Linked DNA regions of Mus musculus: all the other regions are linked to region 4. A link is a contact called in public promoter capture Hi-C data. All regions are on one chromosome and are shown on one strand. The core of a region is the stretch at or near the end of the contact, and the rest is flanking DNA. Distances in the headings are between cores, read along the strand shown.

What was found. Promoter capture Hi-C pulls out the DNA fragments that hold promoters and counts their contacts. Capture Hi-C pulls out chosen DNA fragments and counts their contacts.
Region 1: a promoter capture Hi-C map of liver shows a contact between it and region 4, with 4 times the contacts expected there. The contact joins the promoter of Xpnpep1 here to the promoter of Acsl5 in region 4. A contact is called at or near these places in 1 of 39 promoter capture datasets (pre-B cells) and 2 of 9 other capture datasets (adipose tissue and liver).
Region 2: a promoter capture Hi-C map of liver shows a contact between it and region 4, with 2.3 times the contacts expected there. The contact joins the promoter of Fam160b1 here to the promoter of Acsl5 in region 4. A contact is called at or near these places in 1 of 39 promoter capture datasets (liver), 1 of 484 Hi-C or Micro-C datasets (B cells), 1 of 115 datasets of contacts at active chromatin or transcription factors (hepatocytes) and 2 of 9 other capture datasets (adipose tissue and liver).
Region 3: a contact with region 4 is called in a promoter capture Hi-C map of pre-B cells. The contact joins the promoter of Add3 here to the promoter of Acsl5 in region 4. A contact is called at or near these places in 5 of 39 promoter capture datasets (the 3T3-L1 cell line, the C10 cell line, embryonic stem cells and 2 more).

Annotation. Positions count from the first base shown.
Region 1 is chr19:53,037,065-53,040,124 of GRCm38.p6, forward strand. It overlaps Xpnpep1 (X-prolyl aminopeptidase (aminopeptidase P) 1, soluble), which reads right to left and starts at 1,506. Exons shown (of 20, transcript NM_001374834.1): 1 at 1,450-1,506.
Region 2 is chr19:57,359,572-57,362,379 of GRCm38.p6, forward strand. It overlaps Fam160b1 (family with sequence similarity 160, member B1), which reads left to right and starts at 1,438. Exons shown (of 17, transcript NM_145505.4): 1 at 1,438-1,799. The coding sequence starts at 1,755. B230217O12Rik (RIKEN cDNA B230217O12 gene) reads right to left here and starts at 1,328. Exons shown (of 3, transcript NR_040316.1): 1 at 443-1,328.
Region 3 is chr19:53,141,382-53,144,498 of GRCm38.p6, forward strand. It overlaps Add3 (adducin 3 (gamma)), which reads left to right and starts at 1,375. Exons shown (of 15, transcript NM_001277100.1): 1 at 1,375-1,708.
Region 4 is chr19:55,251,886-55,254,738 of GRCm38.p6, forward strand. Acsl5 (acyl-CoA synthetase long-chain family member 5) reads left to right here and starts at 1,484. Exons shown (of 22, transcript NM_027976.2): 1 at 1,484-2,281.

The DNA.
Region 1 (3,060 bases), core at 256-2,755, 2.2 Mb before region 4:
TCAAGTGAGTTCAGTGAGAAGGAGATCTAAGACCTCTGCTCCAGCCGCACCATAAGGCTGTTTCTAGTGACTGTCAGCCTAGAACTCTCACCACCTGCGGGAAGGAAAAAGTCTGCCCAAGCGAGAGCTGAACACAACTGGAGCTAGAAGTGAGACGGGGAAGACAAGTCTGGTGCCAGGATTGGTTCGACTATCTTTGGCTTCACTAACAGCCACCAGCCTCCATTTGCCTCCTTCAAGGAGTTCAGTTTGACCTTCTAAACTGAAAGGGGTCCTCATCTGTACACTGGATGGCACTGAAATTCTACCACTTCCGGAAGGCACCCTCCCTCTCAGCCTACCATCTGACGTTCACTGACCACCCCCAATACTGTGACTACGGATCCAGGATCCAGCAACGACTGTGGTGTGGTCCTCAAGCTGCCTCCGAACCTTTGACATTACATCATTATCCAATTGCCTGACTTTATTTCCAGCAGAAGACGTCCAGGAAGGTCTAACCACATGGACAATTACCCACACCACCCACCATCGTGCATATATAAACTTCTTGGTCACACTTAACACGCTGTGACAAGACCAGGTCTGGGTCAAGGTAGGCTTGAGATCTGTCCACTCACAGAAACAGGCATAATATGGTCGGAATTTCACAAGTCGGGCTGCGGTGCCTCATGTGTTCTTTCAAGACTCAACTGGTCTGAGAGGATGGGTACGCCCCTGTGCATCCCCTCAGAGTTTTAATTCTGGTTTTATGTTCTTAGCATCTCCCACTTTAAATAACCAAGTGTGCCTGGTTCGGGTGCAGAAGGGATACACTAAAGCATGTTCAACATGAGTCTGGGAAGTGTCTTCTCACTTCCTGTGTCCAAGAAGAACCCAGAGCAGGCTCCAGGAGGATTTTCCGGAAGGCTATGCCTATCTGTTTCCTGATACAGCCCCTGAGACCATTTGGGTGGGGAGGGCACAACGGCTGCCTGTCTCTGTTGGGAGTTTGAATCAAGAGGTAAAATGCAGTCATCAGAATGATCAGGGTTGTAACTTTAGATCGCCGCCGTGGAGGAAGGAAAAGGGCAGGGGCACAATCACTTCTGGGTACCCGGGGTGGATCCAAGAGGGACCAACTTCCTGCAACAGCAGGGCCTCCCCTCAGGGTCGGGGGTGGTAAGGATCACCGCTTTCCCGGGACCAGCGAGGCAGTTCCTCGGTCACACTGGTCCCTGGACCGGCTCCGGCCGCCCGGAGGTGCCCGGGGGCCCCGCCGGAAGCGAGCTGAGTCCTGCCGGGCTGCACAGATCGTTCCCCGGTTCCCGCTGGGGCAACCCCCGCTAGCCAAGGCCATCCCCGGACGGCCGCGGGCCCGTCGCTGCTCGCCCTCTCGTCCCTACCCTCCCGGGGGTGCAGCTCGCGCGCCGGGCGCCGGATGCCGGTCAGCCGGCACAGTCCCCTCACCTTACTCGCGGCGGCTTTCTGGAGGCTGCCATTCGGCGGTGACGTGCCCCAGCCCACGTCAGGGGAGCGCAGACCAGCTGATCACCCACGGCCAGGCGCGCGCACCGGGCAGGCCACTCCTCCCCTCTGTGGCGTGCTCACGCAGAGGCTCCGCCCCGCTGTAAACCCCGCCCGTTCACCGGAGTGGGCGTGGCCGAGTGTCAGAATTCCAAAACCTTTGGGCTGTTGCTTGGAGAGGGTGTGGTGTTCTGTGCAACCAATTGGGAGAGGCGCCGGTCAGTCGTCACTGATCTTCCTCTCCATTTAAGAGGAAGGACAGGCGTTTTGCCAGCTAAGGAAGCTGCATGCTTCTCCGGTTTGTTCCAGCTTTTAGGTCAGCTAAGACGAGAGAGTCGTGGCCAGCTCTGCAAGAACCTATTTTAGGGTCCTGGAGACACTGACTGGATCAGGATATAACTTGCTGAGACCTTAGAGATGTCTTCCAAATGATTATTCCCAACAGCTTCAAAACTTACTGCTCACTTGGGCTAACGATCGGGCGTTAAAGCGTCCAAACCTAGCTCCTAACCCTATGTACAAACAAAAACATTCTTCACGTAGGGCTTTTTCATCTCAGTCGGTGGCTATTCCATGTTTTAAGGGCAAAAATCTTGACGTAATATCTGCCTTATTCCCCGGTCCATGCCCCATCTGCCCAAGATCCGCTTGGTCCTGGCTTCAAAGTAGATCCGTAGCCCCACCCACTTCCATCACGTCACCTATCTGGGGTGCATCACTTCCACCTCACCTGTGTGACGCCTGCATAGAAGCCAGACCGAACCTACCCTGAGGTGTCCACTTGACCATTCTAGAATCGCCTGGGAGAAAAAGCCCCTGGGCCTGGCTGGAGGGTTGTCTTGTGTTATTTAAGACGGGCAGAACCACTCCCTAGGTAGAGGATTCTAGACTGTATAAAATCAATGGAAATGAGCTGAAGACGAGCATGAATATATTACTCTCGCCTCTTGACTACCGATGTAAGGCCTGGCTCCCTGACTAGATGAACGGAAACTGGAAGCCGAAGAAGTCCTTTACCCCTCAAATTCCTTTCGCCAGAATGTTTTATCACAACGACGGGAAAAGAAACTAAGCAGTCCCCATTTCATTTGGAGTGACTCTTCTTAATCACAGCTCACAGGTCACCTCACTCCACCTAAGCTGGCCTTCCCTATCTTTGACACTCACAGTCCCGTCAAGTGTCACCTCCTCGATGAAACCTGCTTAAAGCTGTAAACCGCTTGGACCCATCCGGGCCCCTTTCCCACAGCTTCTACTGTTGTTCACCGGAGTTCATCTTCTGAGGATAGTCTCTCTACCCTGCACACATACTATAGCCATCAGAGCAAGAGTTGTTTCTGTTGCTTAAAAATGGGCAGGAGGGCTAGAGAGATGGCTCAGCGGTTAAGAGCACTGACCGCTCTTCCAGAGGTCATGAGTTCAAATCCCAGCAACCACATGATGGCTCACAACCATCTGTAATGAAATCTGATGCCCTCATCTGGTGTGTCTGAAGATAGCTACAGTGTGTATATATATATATATATATATATATATATATATATATATATATAT
Region 2 (2,808 bases), core at 188-2,687, 2.1 Mb after region 4:
GGACCAGGCAGATAAATCATTGAGTATTGATATTAACCCATAGCCAAACATATATTTTATTGTGCTTATAATAAGTATGCAAAGTTAAATATCCATCACACACAACTTGTAGCCCGCCTAAACATCACTCCCTACACAAGTTGTGGCTGCAGGACATTGTGAAAATACAAACTGCCATGTAATTAGCCAGGAAAATTATTATGGTTGATAAACTGACCAAACCTCATAAGTAGTATGAATAATAACAACAAACATTGTGTGCTCTAGGATGGAGCAGGAACAAGGACCTTGAACGTGGCAAGGAACACAGCTCAATGTCCAACAAATAACAGAGGATGTTGCCAGCGTTTTAGTTTACAGAAAGCAAGGCTATGCTTACCTGCTTTTGAGCATAGCAGAAGCAAACAACCAAAGCATGAGAAAGACTCGAGTCTCCCCTTACCTTCTCTCTTGGTTTCCTCTCCTCTTGTGTTGTTACTAATGTTATAACAAGGAGGAGAGCCTGTGATCCCCGGCTTTCTTCACTGCTACATTGGTAACCTCACGGCCCAGAATGGCAGAGCTGGATCCAAACAGGCTTCTCAACCCTGCTCAGAGTTGCGGCGCCCTCTTCTGCCCTCTGCTCAACGAATTATACTATCAATAGGTATTTTTCATCCATGTTAATGAGAAATCTACTTCACCCTAATGCAGAACTCCCCGATCCTTTTCGTGAAATGCTAATACCAGCTTGAAACAAAGTTCTTCAGATTTTCAGAAGTTGCATCAACCATCTTAAAATGGTCAGTGTTTCCTCTACGCCTTGTTTAATACACATTTGCATAGTGTTTTAGGAAGCCTCCAGCCCAGGGCTCATTAACTTGAGGCTTCACTCATCGGTGTTAGGCATCCTGAATATTATTTCCTTTTCCAGAAACACACTGAAACCTTGTAGGCCACCATCCTGCGTTATTTAACCGAACCCTCATCCCACGTGTCCATTTGGCATTTCCGGGTTTTGATAAGGATAAGCTATTTTAGTCTAGCGGGATCTTCCCACCTGCATTGGATGCGGTCGAATCCCTAGCACGTGGACCCGCTGTCCGTTTTTTGCGTTCGGGATGCTGGTATTTTCCCAGCGGCCTTCCAGTCTTGCCCTACGTATGGTACGCAAGCGCAGCGTCAACACGTCGCTGCCAAATCCTCACACTGCTCTCTGGTCACCGAGAGACGAGTGCCAGCACCGCCGGGTGCGCCACGCCAGGCCCGCCCTCCCTCCTGGCCTCAGCCTTTCAGCGCCCCGCCGACCCCGCCCGCCCTGCTCTCCCCATCGGCCCCGCCCTCAAGTCGGCCCCGCCCTCCCTGCTGGCCCCGCCCTCCCCGCCCTGGCCTCTGCGCGCCCCGCCCCGCGTCCAGCGACGCCGGCAGCGGAGACCTGGGCTTCCCCGGGCCGCATCAGCGTCCCCTGCAGGCCGCGGCGGGCACGGCAGCCGGAAGAGCCCGAGCTCCTGCCACCGTGTCCGCGTCGCCGCCGCTGAGCTCCGCGGTGCCCCGATTGCAGCCGAACGACCTCGGAGCCGCCCGCCGCGGCCCCGCGTCCTCCGATCAGAGCCGCCGCGCCTCCCGCCCGGCCTCCGCCCTCCGCTCCCCGCCCGGGCCCGCCCGCACCGGCCTTCACTCTGGAGCGGCCCGGGCAGCCGCAGCAGGGGCGGCGGCGGCGCATCGAGGAGCTCTCCAGGTCGTCCCGGGAGAAGCTGCTGCAGTCCCGGGACAGGATGTTCTCCAAGCTTACGTCCATCCTGCAGCATGCCGTGGAGGCGGTGAGTCCGATTGGGGTGCGGGGGGCTGCGAGGCGCGGGGAGGGAGGCTGCGGCGAGGCCTGGGCACCCCCGGGGCCTCTGCTCTCCAGCCGGGGACCGGGCGGCTCCCGAGGCCTCCTGGCCGTTAACCTCCGGGGCTACGTGGCCAGCGCCGCGCAAGACAAAAGAACGGCGGTGCTGGTGGGCAGGGCTTGCTTTTGCTTTGGTACGGGTGAGAGAGGAGCGGCGGGGACCCTGGGGCCCGGTCCACACCGGTACCGGCTCTGCCAGCTCGGGCCCAGCGGCCCACCTCGGCCGGACCTCGGTGATCGATCTGCGGGAGTTTGCGGGTCCGCGATCGCCCAGCTCACACCATCTGTTTCCCTTTTCTTGTCTGTAATGCGCTTCCTGGAGGCTCTTGGCGCAGCCTGCAACCGCTGTACTGTGAGCCTGGTCCTAAACAGCACCGGGGGGACAGAACTCAAACCGCCAAACGTACAGCACCCAAAAACCTAGGAAGAGAATGCTTTTCTTGTCGGTGCTAAACGCGACCCTTTGCTTTATTTTACTAGCTAATTTTGGACTGAGTATCATCCTATGTGAAGAAAGTTACTGTGTTTTTTTTTTTTTAATGGCATTTTCTTTGCATATTGAGAATGGCCTAATAGTAGCACTTTCAAATTCACATGACTTTCTAAAGAAAAGTAAAAAGATGACAAAATACCACGGTGGTTTTTAGGGTCAGCTAAGAAAATTAGAGTTGTGAGTTTCAGATATGGAGACAAAATTTTAACACAATTGCTTTTTACATACTTCGTGGAATTTGGGTTTCGCTTGGTGGCACATCAAACAAGAAAGAAATGGGGTTGCCTGAGGAGCAGTGTTGACACATGGGGTAGAGAACTGCACTCTAAGATGCCAATTCTACTTTTCTTGCTTAATATGGAGTCAGTGTGCAACAGCATTGGTAAAATAATTTTTAAAACTTTTAACAACACTTATATTGATATTTTGTATTATACTTCAGACT
Region 3 (3,117 bases), core at 125-2,624, 2.1 Mb before region 4:
GAGGGGGAAGAGAGCCTGCAGATGAGGAAGGAAATGAAGTGGCCTGTCGCCAGTGCCTTGGAAAGGACGGGAGATAAGGGTGGGGAAATGAAGTTTGCTGTGTGTGTTAGGGTGGGGTTAACCCCAGGGACCATGAATCACTAGAATGGTGTTGGGAGGAGTGTGCTTGAGGGTGAATTCGTGCAGTGGAGAGGGCATGTGTGCCGGAGTGGTGTGCAAGTCGTGGGTGGCAGAGGAGAGCAGCGAGCGTGTGCCTGGAGGTCTATTTCGAGAATAGGTTGGGGTGAGAAACCCGTCTGGGAGGCGGGGGTGGGCAGCCCAGTGTCACCTGTGGAGGGATCCCCGACTCTGCAAATGAGTGTTGCAAAGTTTGCCTGGCTTTAGACAGATTTTGAAGGCTGCTGGCGGAGCCTAGACTTTTCATCTCCCAAGAGGTCAGCTCTCAGAAGGTTTAAGAGGCAATTAGCCAAAGTAGGAGTGCAGAGTTTGGGCTGGTCCAAATGAATATAAAGGCCCTTGCCCCGTCCCTCTGTGGGAGTGAGTGAAGGCGGGAGGCTCCCCCAAACGCAAATATGCTGAAGAGAAAATCGAGGCCCCCTCCTGTGGGAGCCGAGCTGAAGTCCAACTATTGTGGCCTCTCCCCCCAAAAACCCAGCGGCCTCAGTGGGCCACAGAAGCTCAATCTGAAAGCTACGGCTCAGCTGAGATTCACTGGGTGGGGGAAGCACGTTAGGACTGGGGAGGTAGATGTTTCCGTGGCGTCACCCTCCCACTCTCAATCGGGTTTCTCTCGGGGTCGTTTCCTTCTCCGGCAGCGGATCGGAGCTGCACTGAGGGAGGAAGACCTTGCAGAGGCGCCAGGCAGGCGCCCTGCAACAGGCCCTCCGCCTGCGGAGCACGTAGGCCCCCACTGCCGCAGCTGCACGGATACGGAGCTTGCAGCTCGAAGGGGGGCCTCGAGGGGCGGGGCCAGAGATCTCAAGGGGCAGCAGAGGCGGGGCCTGGACCTGCGAGAGCCTGTTGGGGGCGTGGCCTATTAGGAGCGGAGCAAAAACGCTGGGCTGGCGAAGGGCGGAACCAGGGGCACGCTTTTGAGCTACGAGGGCCCAGCCCGTACTGGGCGGAGTGAAGGCTGCTGGGGCGTGGCCTATAAGAGGCGGGGCTAGAGCTCTCGGGCCATGGGGCGGGGCCTTGAAGCTGGGGTACTAGAAGGGTCAAGCCTGTAGAGGGCGGAATCAAGAGCCCTGAGGCGTGGCCTGTGGTAGGCGGGGCCAAGGCGTTCAGGCCTGTGGGGCGGGGCCTTCGGGGTGCTAAGCGAGACTAAGCCTGTAGGGGGCGGAGTCCTGGACCCTGTGGAGGCGGAGCCCAAGGGGCGGGCCAGAGGGCGTTCGTGGGGAGTTCGGCTGGTCCCGCCAGAGCGCGAGGCGCCCGCCGGTAACGGTCGTGCGGGCGAGGGGCTGGAGGGAGAGGAAAGGGCTTTAAATGATGTTTTGAAGCAGCGAGAGCTAGACGCGTCGGCGACCAGGTGTCGCCACTTCCCGCTGCCGAGGGCTCGGCGTCCAGGTCCTGCGTCTCCACGCCCCCTCCCTTCCCGGCCCTCTCCTCGGGAACCGAGCGAGCGACGTTAAGAGGCGGCTGCGGCGGACCGGGCGGCCGCTGCAGCCCGGCGGTGGCGAAGGAGTGGGCACAAAGCCGGCTGCGCTGCGAGGTAATCCTGCGGGAGCGGAGGGCCCGGGGTCCCGCCGCGCTTCCCACGCCGAGGGGGCTTCGGACTGGCTGGCCGCGCGGCCTCAGGTGAACCGTGCTCGGGGCGGGAACGCGAGCCCCACGGGGCCGAGGAGTGCAGACCTGGGGGCGAGGAGTCGGGGTGCGGCGCCGCAGAGTGGGCCGGGACTCACCCGGGCGTCCCCGGCTTCCCCCAGCGAGGGCGTGGGATTGCAAAATCCTGTTCTGCGGGGAGCCTTGCTGACCCCGAAGGTGCTCGCGGGGACGGTGGGAGGTTCCCGCGCTTGGAGAAGGTGGAAGAAGACCGTGTTGATTTGTTGTTTTCTTTTTTCTTCTTCTTTTTTTTTTACCCCCTCGTGGCTTAAGAAACTTCAGTCACAAGTTGAAATTGTTCAACCACTTTATCTAATCAGTGTGACCCTCCCCAGCACACACACACTAAAAGTGCGCACGAGCACGCGCGCGCGCGCGCACACACACACACACACACACACACACACACACACACACTATAACCTTTCAAGCATTCCTGATACTTTATTCTTCCTTGCGGGGTGACAGCCCAGTTGGCAGCAGATTTGGTTTGCTGGTGTTTGGGGCACTTCCAACCTCTTTGGAGGTATGTAATAGCTGAGGCAAGGCCACTATTAAACCAGGCCTCTATTAAAATGACAAGAATGGCCTCAGGTGAACTTTTTTTGTTGCAGAGATTTAATTGCAAGTAGATGCCCGTTTAAAGTGGGAGTGTAAGGAAAACCACTAAATATCCTTGGCACATGTGCTCTTGGAATTGACTTTGCTAGAGTGGTGTGGGATTTAGCTCAGCCAAGAGGCTTTGAGTGAGGATTAGGAGCCAGGCTCAGGAAGGAATTGATAAGACTCTGGGGCTTGGGATGAGCTACATAAACATGTGTGAGTTCTTTACAGTGATTTATAAAATTATAGAAATTTTAGAGTTAGCAGTATGAAATGATTGCCTTTCTTAGAATGGACTCCATCCTCAGTGTGCTGAACATGTACTGATTTGGGTTTTGGCAGACTTCTAGTAAGAGTACAGTGTAATATGTCCTTTTAAAATGAAGTTACTTGACCAGTAGAATGACCTGTGTATTTAAGGTACAAGGCTGACTCATTGATAGAATTGTTTCTTTTCGAGCACTTCTGGAAGATGTTATAGCTAAATCTCCTTTGTGTCGGACTTAACTTGCAGGGTAACTTTTTTTTTTCCTAAAATTGATCAGATTAACTGTAGTTATGAGTAGTGGCCGGACACTTTTCTACAGTTCCCCCACCTCATTAAATTGACCCAGGAGTGTCAGCATGTTGGTAATAGTTGCTTTAAAGGAAAACTCCCCAGCAATTTATTACCTATCTAGGATGCTAAACATAATT
Region 4 (2,853 bases), core at 234-2,733:
CACCTCTATCGAAACAGGTCCAAAGGTTCCAGAGCAGCTGGCAGGACACTCAGAGCAAGATCCGGTGGCTTCAGGTGCGCCTCGTCCTGGAGCGTGGAAAGGCAGAGGCAGCTTCATGTGGTGCTGAACAGAGAGAGCTAGCTGCAAGAGAAGCCATTCCTCAACCTAGCTGCTGTGACCATTCTCAAGAGGTAAGCTGCCTTCTCTGGCCTATGGGCTAGAGGGAGTAGATAGATATGGCGGGGGAGAAAGTGAGTGTGTATTCATCTGTAACCTGACTAAAGCTCTTTCATAACAGGGGTGATAATCTCTCAGCTCACTTGTGTGGGAGGCAAAGAAAGATGTCAATTTGAAAGGAAAACATTTGAGCCACTTGACTCTTAGAAGAGGAAAAAAAAATCAAAAGAATTGGAAGAGAATGTGAGGGTATAAAGCCTTTTGTAAAGGGTAAAGTTGGAGCAAGGATGCAGGTTTCTTTCATCTTCCATTCAGAAATTCTTAAGAGGAGCCACTTAACAATTGTTGATGTCTCCGGAGGGAGGAAGGACTTCCGGGTTGTGACACTCTTAGGGTCTGGAAAGCATCCTAAAGGCAGGGTATGTGGTGACATTAGGAGCATCTCCTATAAGGGGAGTAGTATGCCTAACCCACTAGTATAGCTAGTGGTAGAGCTATAGTTGACCTAGTCTGTCTCTACGGTCTGCTCCATCGTATAGAAATCTTGGGCGATGTCAGAATCCTCCCCATGTGGGAAACATTTAGAGTGTCATTACCATGCGGTGGAACTGGATGGAAAGACAAGACAACAAGATCTTAGAATGACCCAGCCCTTGCTGAAACGGACACTTAATTCTAGAGATCCATGACGTCAAAAACAACAATTAGACTAGTTGGTGTGCTCCTGCTATGGGAGATGGGATAAAACAGGACTTAGAAACCAGAGATAGATATCCTAGATAGACATCTGAGGCTTGGCATGCACTTTCCCACCTGAGGTTTTCCTGGGGGGGGGGGGGACGCCGGGGGGGGGGGGGAGAAAAGTCTCCTGGGAAGCTGAGCTCCAAAATTAAACAAAAGCTAGAGGCACCTCTATCCGTCCTTCCCAAGGGGTCAGACCTGCAGGTCTCTGAGGTGTGGCACCGGTTTGTTTTTCCTGGTCTTTATAGCAGGGGTGGGTGGGTATGGGGTGCTCTCTGCACAAAGAAGGAATCCTAAGGTAGGCTAGCACTCTAGTGAAGTCTTCACCTTGAACTTCCTGTCAATCCTTGGAGGGATCAAGGCCGGGAAAATGCTACTTGATTCTGCGTGTCGTGAGGTTGCAGCGGGAGTGGGGGAGAGGGAGGGGGCAGAACCTGTCATCTCTCTTCCAATTCTGAGACCGAGGTCTCCTTGTGTCCCTGGGAGACCAGAACCTCAAAGGGTGATCGATTAAGACAACTGTGAACCCGGATAATGCTGAGGTGTAAGAGGGGTCACAGAACACATTTCATCCTTAAACTTGGCGGGGTGAGAGCCGGAGCTGAGCTGGTGTGTCTGCGGAAAGGGAGCCACTTCAACTGAATGGCTCTCTGCCCCCGTGGTTCCTGGCTTATTTATCTATTCTGTTGTCTCTGCGAGGTGCAGAGGTGCCTGGCTTTTTGAATCAGGGAGGTCTGGGGACTGGCGAAAGGAGCTACACAGAGAAAGAGACAGTCGTGCTGCATCTAACCTAAGGGCGGAGGTCCCTCTAGCTGGACTTTCCTGTCCTGCGAACGCAGCGGGGAACAACGTCACCTCCGTTTCTCTGGCAATGAACCCAGGGCCACCTCAACTCGTTTTCATTTGGATTTTCATCTTGGAGAAGAGCTAGTGGGACCAGCGGGAGCAGGTGGACTGTGTTGATGCAAAGGTGGCTCGTGTTTCAGCCCCTGGGGATTGAGGTTAAAGGCTTTGAAAACCGGCTAGGGTAGCTTTGGATATCTGTCTCCTCCTAGTCAAAAGCGGTTCCACTTTCAGTTGTGAAGGAGGAGGGAAAAAAAAGCCAAACCAGGAAGTGAAGTCCCCAGCACCAGCATGTCAGAAAGCCCGGCTATGGCCTGGCTGGGACAGATCAGGGCAGGGCAGAAGTGGGGCCACTAGCCAGGCTGCCTGCCTGCCTGCCTGCATGGACGCTCTGAAGTCACCCTGCCCGCGGAGAAGCCCGGGGTGAGGAAGGGAGGACCGAGGCTCTCCTGCCAGCAAGAAGCCGGAGCCAGAAAGCCTCACTCGGAAGCTCCAAGGCGTGCGTGCGGCCCTTCCCAGGGTAAGGGATCTGGAGCCGGGTGTGATCCTAGGACGGGGCTCCTGCACGCGTGACAGAGGCATCCCAAATCCCTCCTCCCTGCCCACTTCAGGAAGCTGCTTGGAATTCAAAGCTTGCTGTGCCTCCACGTGTGCGCGCCATGCTCTCTCTGCCTGGGAGTGGAGGGCTCCTCTGCATCAGGAGGGATGAGGGGAAGGAGGAAGAGGACACAGGGAGGGACTTTCTCTTAAGGGGTGGAATACAAGCAGAGACCTTTTGGCAGACCCGAGCACGTGGCGGCATAGCTCCCTGGGGTGGGCTGGGGGGTGGGGGTGGGGGGTTAACCCTGATTTTCACTGAGTTTTGACTCCCTCTGATGGTAAGAGCTAAGGAATCAGTCCAAAGAGATGGAGATACAGGCCGAATGAAGCTGGGTCTCTTTTCAGAGCTATAAACACTGGTTAGACCTAAGATGCTCTTAAAGGGTTTTGGGAGCCTTGAAAAGGGGCTGCAGGAGCTGGGCTTTGATACCTCCTAGTGGTATCGCCCCTCCCCCTCCCCTTTGACAGTCTAGTCTGAATGGCAGGGTTGAA